Linked DNA regions of Zea mays: regions 1, 2 and 3 are each linked to region 4. The links are chromatin contacts, called in public Hi-C maps. All regions are on one chromosome and are shown on one strand. The core of a region is the stretch at or near the end of the contact, and the rest is flanking DNA. Distances in the headings are between cores, read along the strand shown.

Region 1 (2,700 bases), core at 20-2,519, 270 kb after region 4:
CGACGTCAGCAAGGACACAACCGTTCCAACAGCTGTCCCTCCGCCAGGCTCCGTTGCACCTCCGACAGCCACGACATCACGCCAGCAGGGTGCTAAGATCTCTCCGGCTGCCACATTGGCATGTACTTAGGGCACTAGCTCTCCCCCCCGCTAGACACGTAGTAGTCTGCTACACCCCCATTGTACACCTGGATCCTCTCCTTACGCCTATAAAAGAAAGGACCAGGGCCTTCTTAGAGAAGGTTGGCCGCGCGGGGACGAGGACGGGGACAGGCGCTCTCTTGGGGCCGCTCGCTTCCCTCACCCGCGTGGACGCTTGTAACCCCCTACTGCAAGCGCACCCGACCTGGGCGCGGGACGAACACGAAGGCCGCGGGATTTCCACCTCTCTCACGTCCGTCTCCGGCCACCTCGCTTTCCCCCCTTCGCGCTCGCCCACGCGCTCGACCCATCTGGGCTGGGGCACGCGGCACACTCACTCGTCGGCTTAGGGACCCCCGGTCTCGAAACGCCGACAAAACTGTAGCGGGTTTTCTGAAGCTAGTGGAACTTTGTAAAGGCCTCGTAGTGAAACTCTGCCTCGCTTTCTTGGTAGAGGTGTAAAACTGGTATACTAGCCGTGCTCATGGTCATGAGCAGCCCGGACACTCACTTGATTAATTTATGAAATTAAATTCAATTTGCCATTTGCGTCGCATTGGGATTATTTATTATTACTTTTATTTATTATTACTATGGTTTGGTATTTACTTACACTTAGTAACTGTTAATAAAATTTTGATCAATTTATAAAAGCAATGCTCAGTTTCAACCTTTATTTTATTGATCAGCCTTACACTTCACATGAATTCTCACCTTTGGTGAGTTCGTGCACATTATTCCTCACAACTTGTTAAGCGATGAACATATGTGAGCTCACCCTTAGGACTCACACCCCCCACAGGAGAAGAACAGGTGGTCGAAGAGGAGTCGCATAACGAGGAGTTCGATTTGATCTAGGTGGGATCTCACAGTAAGCTTTATGACGCTAGGGAAATAATATTTAGTTCGTTTTATTTTTATCATTTATTTTATAAGACTTCCGCTATGTAATAAGTACATTTATGATATTTATGATATTTATCTGTATGCACTCTGTTATTATATGTGTTGTTTTTTCTTGGCGCACATATAAAATGCACCCGGTTTTATCCCTTCAATCCGGTGTGACACACAAGCCCCATCTCCGAGCCTAACCGACCCCTACCCCACGGATAATTGAGTTATGTCAGCCCACGGCCTTGGTTACTCATGTTCATGGCGGACACTGAGGTTTGCTGGGCTCGGTCCCGGAGACACGATGCGTTAGAATTCAATTAGCAGGCATGGCAAGCATTAAGAACTCACCAGGAGTCAGGAACAGTAGTGGGATGGCTTGAACAAAGAATAGAGAGGTCGCCACATCGAGATGCCAGACGGCGGAGTATTCCGGATAGCACCAGAGGGAGTCAGAACAAGGCATAATTGAAAGAATACTAGCCCTATCTTACCTGGCTACGGAGATGTCTCCCACGACCGAGCTGAAGACGGCGAGGGGAAGAAGATACTCTGGAGTTTCTCAAAGAAATTGGTCGGTTCGCGCTAGCTCTAAGGTGCGTAAGGGGACCTGGAAGCAGTGCTTGGGCTCAATTTATAGGGAGGTTACTGGAATCCGATTGAATTTAAAAGATCTTCGGGTTTTTCTCACCGCGCTGGCGAGCCCGTGAGCGGGTAAGGGCCACGGCGAGCGCCCAGGTGAATGCTTCGGTCGAACGCTGACACCTCATGGTTACATGTGCCACGTCTCGGAAGATTTTTACCCGCGCACGCGAGCCCGAGTAGTGAACGTGGCAGTGGTGGCATTCTTATCCACAGCGAAGTGCACTGAACTCGGATCCCTACCTCACCAGCCAGGCTGAGTTCAGATGAACTTTACTCCTTTATTTGTGCAGCGATTTGCAAATCGGTTCTAATCAAAATGGTACACTAATCAACGCTCTTCCACTTTGGTATATCAGCCATGCCGAAATTCTTCACGAATTAAGCACACGACGGCGCCAAAGTTTGCTTAATGACATTGAATCTCGGATTCAGTATAACCAAATGCAGTAACCATGCTTTCTCCCCGCTCCCCATCAGACCGACTGACAGAGCCACTTCGAGGCACTTTCACTTCTATTTCCACATAACAACACGCCAACCTCACTTTAGAAAAGTTATACTCCTATGTATAGTCTTCAACTTTGTCACGAGACCTTGGGCTTAACCCCACTGAATCATCTTTAACTTGAATCCAAAGTCAGACTAGCACCACTGTTAGTTTAGGTTTAGAATATCCCCAAGACTGACAGCTCGACTTTGGGAACACTTTACTCCACGTTCCATATAGTTTTAGGGCTAAGTTACTTAATCAAATTTACACTACTATAATAGTTTTACAATTTTTCACAATGACTTACAACAAACTTCTCATGGATTGAGAAATACAGAAGCCCGAAATTGGCTCTTTAACACCATTTTCTAGGCTTTAAGAGTAGAGGTGCTTATGGACCTTTGCAAATTTACTTCAAGTTTCACCACAAAACTTGGAAATCTCTAAATATGAAAGTTGCTTAGTTTTTTGTTATTCCATCACTTTTATATATACACTTTTGACAAAAAGTGCATAGAATTTGAAATCAC
Region 2 (2,700 bases), core at 63-2,562, 490 kb after region 4:
AAGTTTGATGTATTGACCTAGTGCAAAATCCTCATGAATTAAGAAATACAAGGCTCCAAAGTCAGCCTAATCTCACTGAAATTTCAGAGTTCAACACATGGGTGTCCTTGGGACTTTTACAGTTAAGTCCAAATTGCCCCATTACTTGAAAATCCTCCAATGTAAAAGTTGCTTGGTTTTTGATGTTCTACCACTTTGATATTTACATTTTGGTCTAAAAGTGTTTGGAATTTGAAATCACCCCTAGGGTACAAATTAGGGTTTTCTAGGGTTCTTTTTAGAGTTTTGAGCACTCTAGGATTTTTGTGCCACTCAAATCCATCAAACTTGATACCTTATGAATATTTCTAATGACTTTTGAGGTATTACTCATTTTGGCTTCACCTTTATCCATATGCCCTAATCCCAGGGTTGAGTACCCTACCCTAGAGTTAGGAATACTCCAAGTCACTACATCCCACTTGTTTTGAAGTTTTACCTAGTGGATGCATTCTAGGTGTTACAAACAAAATGAAATGTCAGTGCATATGATGCCATGCTCAAGTTTTAGTGCCAGTAACACCAGGGGTGTTACAAAATTTTATACCCCAAATTCAGGGTGTTACAGTTCTTTAAGATTAAAATATCAGACATAGAATCATAGTCGTCTATTGTTCGAGTAGATTGAGCGTGAGAGAGATTGTTTCTCCGGATCGTAAGCACATGCACATCAATGTGACAAACTGACAAGTTCAAGCGCTCCTAGAGCCTGTTTGGTTCTATACCTAAGTTGCCAACAATTGCCACATTTTTATGACACACTTTTCTAATGTGTCTAAGGTTATGCGCTCAAATTCTACGTCACAATTTATCACATCTAAGGGAATCTTACCATACTTTTACAAGTAGTTGACAAGTGAGACCCAGGCAGGAGGCGTAAAATCTTGTCACAATGGTGGCTCTAAACCAAATATATGTCTAATTTAATTAAACTTATCTAATCTTAGACGTGATAAATTGTCATAAATGATACAATCCTGGCCTTTCTGCTAGGAGAAAAAAAACCTGATGGCTAGTTTGAAAACCCAAATCATCTTCAGGATTTAATGAGATTAGAAAGGAAATTAGTTTATTTCTAACCTAGTTTCTTTCAATCCCAAAGGGTATTTGATGTTACCAAAGTAACCTTGAGGAGAATCCTGAGTCCCGGTCCTGGTCCCGCAGCCGTTTTGGACTTGTCTCGTGGTGTCCGCGTGCACCCCTCTCCCTTCCTTGGTTTCGTGGCCCGTTACCCCACCCTGCTTCCTCTCCGTGGGCACCTGACGCCGCGACCCCGGCCCCGAGCTGGCTTTGCCGGCCAATCGGCTCGCCCGCGCCGACCACCGCGCCTCTTCCCCTCGCCGAGATCGCCTGAAAAGGCAAGCGAGGCCAGCCCGATCCCCCTCCCCGCCCCCCTCAAGAACCAAAAAAGGGTGTCATTTCGTCCTAGGATCGCAGCTCGAGCTCGGTCGCTCTCGCTCACCTCGCTCCCTACTCGCCTGCTTTCCACTTCCTCCGCGCTCCCGATTTCCTCTCCGATTCCTTCGCCGACTCGTTTCTTCTTGGCAATTCGTTGCGCGGGCCATCGCCCCGACGGCACCTGGGTACATCAGCTACAGGACGGGACAGGTCCCTCTTCTAGGAGAGGCTTCGCCAGCCGCCTCCCGCCCCCGTCACTACGGGCGCCGTGGAGCGGAGATCCATCCGGACTTGGATCGGTCTCGTCGCGTGGTAAGCATGTCCAGCGTGCTTGGATGGATTCTAGAGTCTATACAGTAGTGATTGGAGTTATCAATCAAATCCTTTTTCTCGCTTCGGTTCAGTTCAGTTGCGGATTTGTCCGCGTGGTTCCGTACTAATCTAATCCAAATGCACTGTTAGAGTAGGTTATCTATTTGTACGATAAATAATCTGTTGACACTTACACGATTGAACTTGGCACCCAAGTGCTGGTGCAGTTTGTTTCCTGGGGTTCAATTGTATCCATTCTGATCTCACCCTTCATTTTGCGTTTCCCAACATTTTGGCATTAATTTCAGATTACAGCTCTTGTTTTATTGCCAGTTTGAGCAATATGGGTTGGCTGACCAAGTTTTTTAGAGGCTCAACCCACAATATCTCGGAAGAGCAGTATCACAGCAGGCCTGCAGAAGACACAGCATGGAATGAACCCTCTAGCTCTCCTGTTGTGACTGTAAGAATATGCCATGCGCTACTGTTAACATTTTATGTTTTTGAACAATGCTGTGTACTGGAGTTCCTCGTACATCCCTACACTCTAGTTCAGGATAAAAGGATGCAATTCTGTTTATCTAGCTTAGGCAAAGGAGATGCAGTTGGTGTGAGCTCCAAGAAAACTTGTCCTGTTCTTGTTATTGAGAAAAACGAAAGTTCTGATGTATACAATGGATATAATTTTTCTACCCAAGTTACTTGAAAGGACGGTTTTTATTTTACTCCAATTGCTATAAATATATACCACTATGTCTTGTCCATTAAAATTCTCCTTATATGGATACTAATGTTCGCAATGTTTTGATATTGGTCACATGAAAACAACTTTTTTTGTTATTGCTTGTGGTGGTTATGGCAACATTGATACTTCAATCGCTATGTACATATACACCAGCCAATTTCTGGGCAACTAGCCAACTATAAGCTTCTAATAAGGTTTTAGATGGC
Region 3 (2,700 bases), core at 68-2,567, 340 kb after region 4:
TTGCCCCTTTCGGGTAAGGTAGTCTTCCACTAGCTTTCCTAATTAGTCAGCCAAGGGCGTCCCATTCCACCCTTGTTGTGGCACGTGTTTCTCAAGTTAAGCTCCATGTTCCAATTAAAGATAATAATGATCTTGACATGAACATAAATAAAATAACAACATAATTGGTACATGGATATAATGAAATATTAACCCAAAACAATATAAAGTAATAGCAAAACTACTCAAATGATTCAGGGGTAAACAAGGTAAAATGGATAAACAGACTAGGGTGACATATTGGGTCCCGTCAAAATTAAACCTATGCATGAATAATGACATTAAAGAACATTATTGGGTGAAAAGTGGTCAAGGGCACAACTTGCCTGGCACTTGAGATTCCAGGTACCAGGATGATTCTTCAGATCCTCGCGACCTCACTGCTAGTCGTAGCAATACAAACAAACATGGTATAGATAAAATTAACATCACACCAAACATAAGTACAAACTGAATAATAATAATCTACACGAAGCTACGAGCTCGTGGGATCGAGAACTACTAAGATCGGAGTCATGACTAAGGAGTTATGATTTTATAGAACATCTGTGTGATTAAAATATTAAACTATATTATAAATTGGTTACTGTAAATCATATGAGAGGTTATTCTATAAATAATTATCCCAACTTTAATCTAAGTTATAAATTGGCCATAGATCATATTTTAGTATATTATAATGCTAAGCAAATTAACAAGTCTAACCAACATAAATTAAATAAAGATCTGATTATAAAAGACTGAAACATGGTATAATAAATGTTGTTACTGCGTAGTAAATACTTGTAAGAGACTAACGCAAATTGAATGGATCAAATCGGAGTTATAGATTTTAAGTTATAAATTTCTAAAGATTTTATGTGTTTTCTACAAGATTAAATAGGATATAAATTTTAATGTGACTTTCATGTCAAAATAGTGGTACTAATTGATAAACAATAATATCACAAAATTATAGGAACTGGAATAAACTGAAAAGGCGCTAAAATAAATTTTATATGGATTTTACAAGTTCCTAGAATTATTTTAGTGTTAAAATCAATTTCTGATATTATTTATATGGTTTTCCTTATTATCTGGACTGCGCACATGAAAACAAAGGAACTTGGGGGCCTCGGTGCAAGTTTTCCCAAGACACAGAACTATTCTACAGGACGGTGGGTTCATTTCTTACAAGTCTAGGGTCTCTTTAGGAAAATGCCACGGCCGAAGAGGTATTCTCCATCTAGGGCAGCCCGATACGGAATGGTCGACTCAGATTAGATCCGAGCCACAACGAACCGGTATGTTCTGTCCACCGTAGGATCCGTGATCCACGAACGACAACATCCCACGCCCAGGAATCCATCTCAGCCGCCCGATCTAGTTTTAATGGCCAAGATCAAAAGACTGAAATGATGATTGAGATCTAATGCCAACCGTTTATCCTATGATCAACGGCTAGCACTATTCTTCTTCCTCGGGTATAGCTAGCCAGCGGCGCAGATTCACCCTGCGGTGGCTCCATTACAGTGTCCCCGAAAATCAATCGCCCCTACACCTAAACTCAAAACCAACTTATGCCACGCAAAGAGGTTGGCAGGATCTCGTGGAGGGTTTCTTACCATAGTTCTGAGCAAAGATGATCCGGTCAACGCGTTGCAGCGGCTACGTGATCCATGGCAGCCCGACGACGACACCGACCCACTGGTGCAAAATCCCCATGGCACAAATCAGACACGGCGTGAAAATCCTCACGAGCTACGGTCGAGTCCCATCCGGCTTTCGGTGATTGAGGCTCCTTCGACCGAGGGTGATGTTCCACGCGCCACCTGCGGCTGCCGCAGATGGTTTTGCCGTGCCCCAAAGACTCCAATCAGCGATGGACCGAACTAACACGATGTAGGTGCGGTGACGGCGTCGTCCACAAGCACTCGATCTCTCTCTTCCGGTCTCGCTATACCCTGGCGTTGATTTCTACAGCGCCGCATCAAAGGAGTCAAACGCGGTAGGGGAGAACGGCGTCCTCGGCTTTTCAATCCACTATATGTGGAGCTAGAGGACCTCAGGCGTCGAGTAGAGAAAAGCGGGGTGGTGGTTGTAACCAACCCACGGAGTCCGCACGGTCACAGGAAGAGGGAGTTTCGGGTGACACAGGCCCACGAATTCCACGCGGAATCCACGGCGCTGCCCTCCCCAGCGCGCACGCGAGGTCTGCTATGCCAGAGGAGAAGGAGCTGACAGTGTCGGCCCACCAAGCAATCACCGCGACTGACCAGGATGGTGGGACCCGAGTGCAGTGAGCGCGAAAGTGACTGGCGACGTGGGACCCGCTGGAAGTGGCACAGTGTTAAGGTGGTAAGGCTGCCTCCAGCAGCATGCGCTAAAGGAGCCGGTACCGTATATTTAGCGTTTCTGGCTGTCTGTAAACCTTCCAACAAGGTCCGCTATTGTGTTCTCTAAAATAGCGGACGACTCTGGCAGCCGCTAGATGTAGAGGTGTACTATGCGTTCGGTAAACGTACGTGATGCTCCTTTTGGCTGATACTAGCTCACGTCATGTCTTTTTTTTATTATATTTTGGTTAATGTCGTACTAATGCGACCAATGGAAAAATAAAATCTATTAATACTGTGGCTTTAGAGGACCGGATTTAGGGAACGTTGCTGGAGACTAAGAAGA
Region 4 (2,700 bases), core at 102-2,601:
TACGTACGGGTGTTAACATACTCCGAAATTTCCTTTCCGAAGCATGGAGACGTGGCAAAACCAGAGAAGTCTGTAGAGAGGGCTGAATAATGAGCCAGCTCGTCTCGACTCGTTAAGTTAACAAGTCACAGAGTTAGCTCGACTTGACTCGTTTTGCTAGCGAGCTAGAACAGAAGAAAAAATATGTACATAATAATTAATTTTTAGTTAATTTTAAACTAATTTAACAATAAAAATTATTATACTTATATTTTCAACAACCACGTCAATGTAACATTAAATTAGCACAATTCATCATTCATCAATTCAGATATATGTTCATGAATATATGTTCATGAGTTCATCTAACATAGAGAAACACGTCAACTCTTTGTTTGAACAGATACGGATGATCACAACGATTCAGCACAACCTTTTCGAAAATCACGAACCAAGGCGTGCATGTGTGCCCCCAAAAATCTCAGAATAAACTTGTCGAAACGCACGAACAAAAAAAGTTCAAAGTAGATAACCAGGTTAGCTAAAAGTTCATCGGGAGCGTTCGATTAATTCATTTTGTCGCAAAAATCAGACCAAACGCGTCGAAACTGCATGCGAGTGCGCCACAGTAATTCCTGAGAGCAGAATGCACATACATAGGTACGCGACCCGGGGGCGCTCGTGCTCGATCTCGGCCGCGACGCGCAGGATGGGCGCGATGCTGTTGAGCGTGGATGGGACGACTTCGTTGTCGAAGACCTCCATCGAGAAGGTGGCCATGCCCGCACCCCTCGACCCGCGGCGGTTGAGTCCCGACACGAGCGCGGAAGTCGGCGTCACTGGCTCGTTCCCCGCGGCGTGCCCCGCCGCAGCCGAAGACGGCGGCGGCTCATCTCCGCCACCGCGCGGCGCCGTCATCTTCGCCGCCGCTCCACCACCACCACCCAGCGCAAGCTCTCAAAGGCGATCCTCCTGCTGCATTGGGCTAGGGTTAGCGCCAGAGATTATGGGGGGTTCGGACGGAGAGAGAGAGAACGAACAACAAACCCGAAATCGCGAAGCCGCGACCGCGAACGCTTCGGCGCCTTCCCGTTCCGGCTCCGCCTCGGCTTGCCTTCTCGGGGTAACAAACGGGGGAGGTGACACGAGAGACGTGCGAACAAATAGAGGGATCGGTCTTGCGTGTCCGTCGTTATTTATACTTCGATCCAACGGTTCAGATGGTCCTCTATAAGGGAAAGCGGGGCGCGAAGAAGATCATAGCCGTCGGGCCGGTTGGTCACTGAGCTCCGCATCTTGGTTAGGCGGTTGCTCTGTCTGGACGGTGAGCCGAGGGTCGAGGTGGACCGTTGGAACACATCGCGCCTTCAGTCATCTTAGGGCATGTACAATGGGTGTCTTGAGTTGTGTCTTCGAGTGTGTCTAGGGGGGTGATTGTAAAAAAACTCAAGACATGTATCTTGACGAAGACATAGTGTCTTAGCTCTATGTTCGAGACAGGAGATTAGCTGATTGGTCATTTTAATTTATTGAATGATCTGATTGGTACAATAAATATGGTAAGACACATGTTTTAGACATACTCACTGTATTATGTTGTGTTTTAGTTATGTCTTATACTTGGAGTACCGTGCAACAGTGTCTAGGTTGTACATGCCCTTACCTTGCAGCGCTGGACCTGTGCGGCTGTGCCCAACAATACTCAACTGTGAAGGGCTGCGTTTTTTGCGTACCGAAATAATTACAAGGCTTACGCTTTTTGTTCAGCTAGTTTCTCGGGCCCGGTGTCGGCGAGTCGTCAGAACGTAGTAGCGTGTGTTACTGCCGTCAGAAAACTCCGTAATAACTCCGTTTCACCGCGAGGGATCGGGGCCGCGGCGAGAGGCAAGGTGGGAGCCGCGGTGTCCGGCTGGACTTTCGTGTGAACCTCTACTCTCTTCGGTGCGGTGGTTGAAGAGTCAATTAGAATAGATTATCTCTATGTTTGTTAAATAGAATAAAGATCTTCCAATCTTTGTTTAGTTGAAAAGTAGAATAAAGCAGAGTCACCTCGTTCTATGTTTGGTTGGAGATCCGTAATAAGTGTAGAGAGTAGGAGAGGGAGGAAAGCGCTCGCATTCGAAAGAGCCCTCAAGTCCAATTGCTTTTGTGCAGTGGAAGCATTTCAATTATTTATATTAAATTTTCATATGTAGACTTCAGGAATCATTTCGCTCATCTTTTGTTGAAAACCAAACATCTAAAATGATGAAAATAAAGCCACTCTATTTTTCTCCTGCTCAACCAAATACACTCTAAGTTTTTTTCTGATAAGCTTTTTCAAGTCTGGATTGGGAGAATTTGATTATAGAGAAATCTACATATTACAAAACTTAGGTTGCCAAGAAAGATAAAGGAGTCCATAAAATTTAAGATATATGAAAATTTTCACTAAAAATAGGTTGAGAAACGAAAAGTTTAACTATCAGAAACCGATTCTGACATCATAATCTGATTTTTAAGTTAAAACAAACGCTCTATCGGCCAGATGGTTGGATGGTCGCCTACTCGCCTGCCTCGCCAAACAGGCTAATCTGATGACTTACATTGATTGGCCAGAATCTAGACTCCAGAGCACACGCATGTACCAGGCTTAAGTTGAGCAACAAGAGGATTAAACTACCAATCTATCATAATAAGTCATGCTTTTCGTATGACCCATATCTATCCATATTTAACCCT

Evidence for each region. Hi-C and Micro-C count contacts between places; a contact is called where the count stands out from the background.
Region 1: a contact with region 4 is called in a Hi-C map of ear, with 4 times the contacts expected there. The contact joins the enhancer-like site here to the promoter of LOC100501270 in region 4. A contact is called at or near these places in 8 of 25 Hi-C or Micro-C datasets (bundle sheath, ear, endosperm and 2 more).
Region 2: a contact with region 4 is called in a Hi-C map of bundle sheath, with 4 times the contacts expected there. The contact joins the promoter of LOC100191921 here to the promoter of LOC100501270 in region 4. A contact is called at or near these places in 7 of 25 Hi-C or Micro-C datasets (bundle sheath, ear, endosperm and 2 more).
Region 3: a contact with region 4 is called in a Hi-C map of bundle sheath, with 2.7 times the contacts expected there. The contact joins the enhancer-like site here to the promoter of LOC100501270 in region 4. A contact is called at or near these places in 5 of 25 Hi-C or Micro-C datasets (bundle sheath, endosperm, leaf and 1 more).

Annotation. Positions count from the first base shown.
Region 1 is chr6:61,770,927-61,773,626 of Zm-B73-REFERENCE-NAM-5.0, forward strand. No RefSeq gene overlaps it. Among protein-coding and RNA genes, the nearest start is that of LOC100191921, 220 kb to the right of the region's middle. Within about 2 kb of position 1,270, at least 10 of the 20 cell types and tissues checked have an H3K27ac peak or open chromatin away from gene starts, as enhancers often do. A contact at or near this core is called in bundle sheath, ear, endosperm and 1 more, where this site is marked.
Region 2 is chr6:61,988,787-61,991,486 of Zm-B73-REFERENCE-NAM-5.0, forward strand. It overlaps LOC100191921, which reads left to right and starts at 1,313. Exons shown (of 12, transcript NM_001137345.1): 1 at 1,313-1,749; 2 at 2,058-2,212. The coding sequence starts at 2,093.
Region 3 is chr6:61,836,929-61,839,628 of Zm-B73-REFERENCE-NAM-5.0, forward strand. No RefSeq gene overlaps it. Among protein-coding and RNA genes, the nearest start is that of LOC100191921, 150 kb to the right of the region's middle. Within about 2 kb of position 1,318, at least 18 of the 20 cell types and tissues checked have an H3K27ac peak or open chromatin away from gene starts, as enhancers often do. A contact at or near this core is called in bundle sheath, endosperm, leaf and 1 more, where this site is marked.
Region 4 is chr6:61,500,409-61,503,108 of Zm-B73-REFERENCE-NAM-5.0, forward strand. It overlaps LOC100501270, which reads right to left and starts at 1,352. Exons shown (of 43, transcript XM_020539145.2): 1 at 1,027-1,352; 2 at 636-954. The coding sequence starts at 897.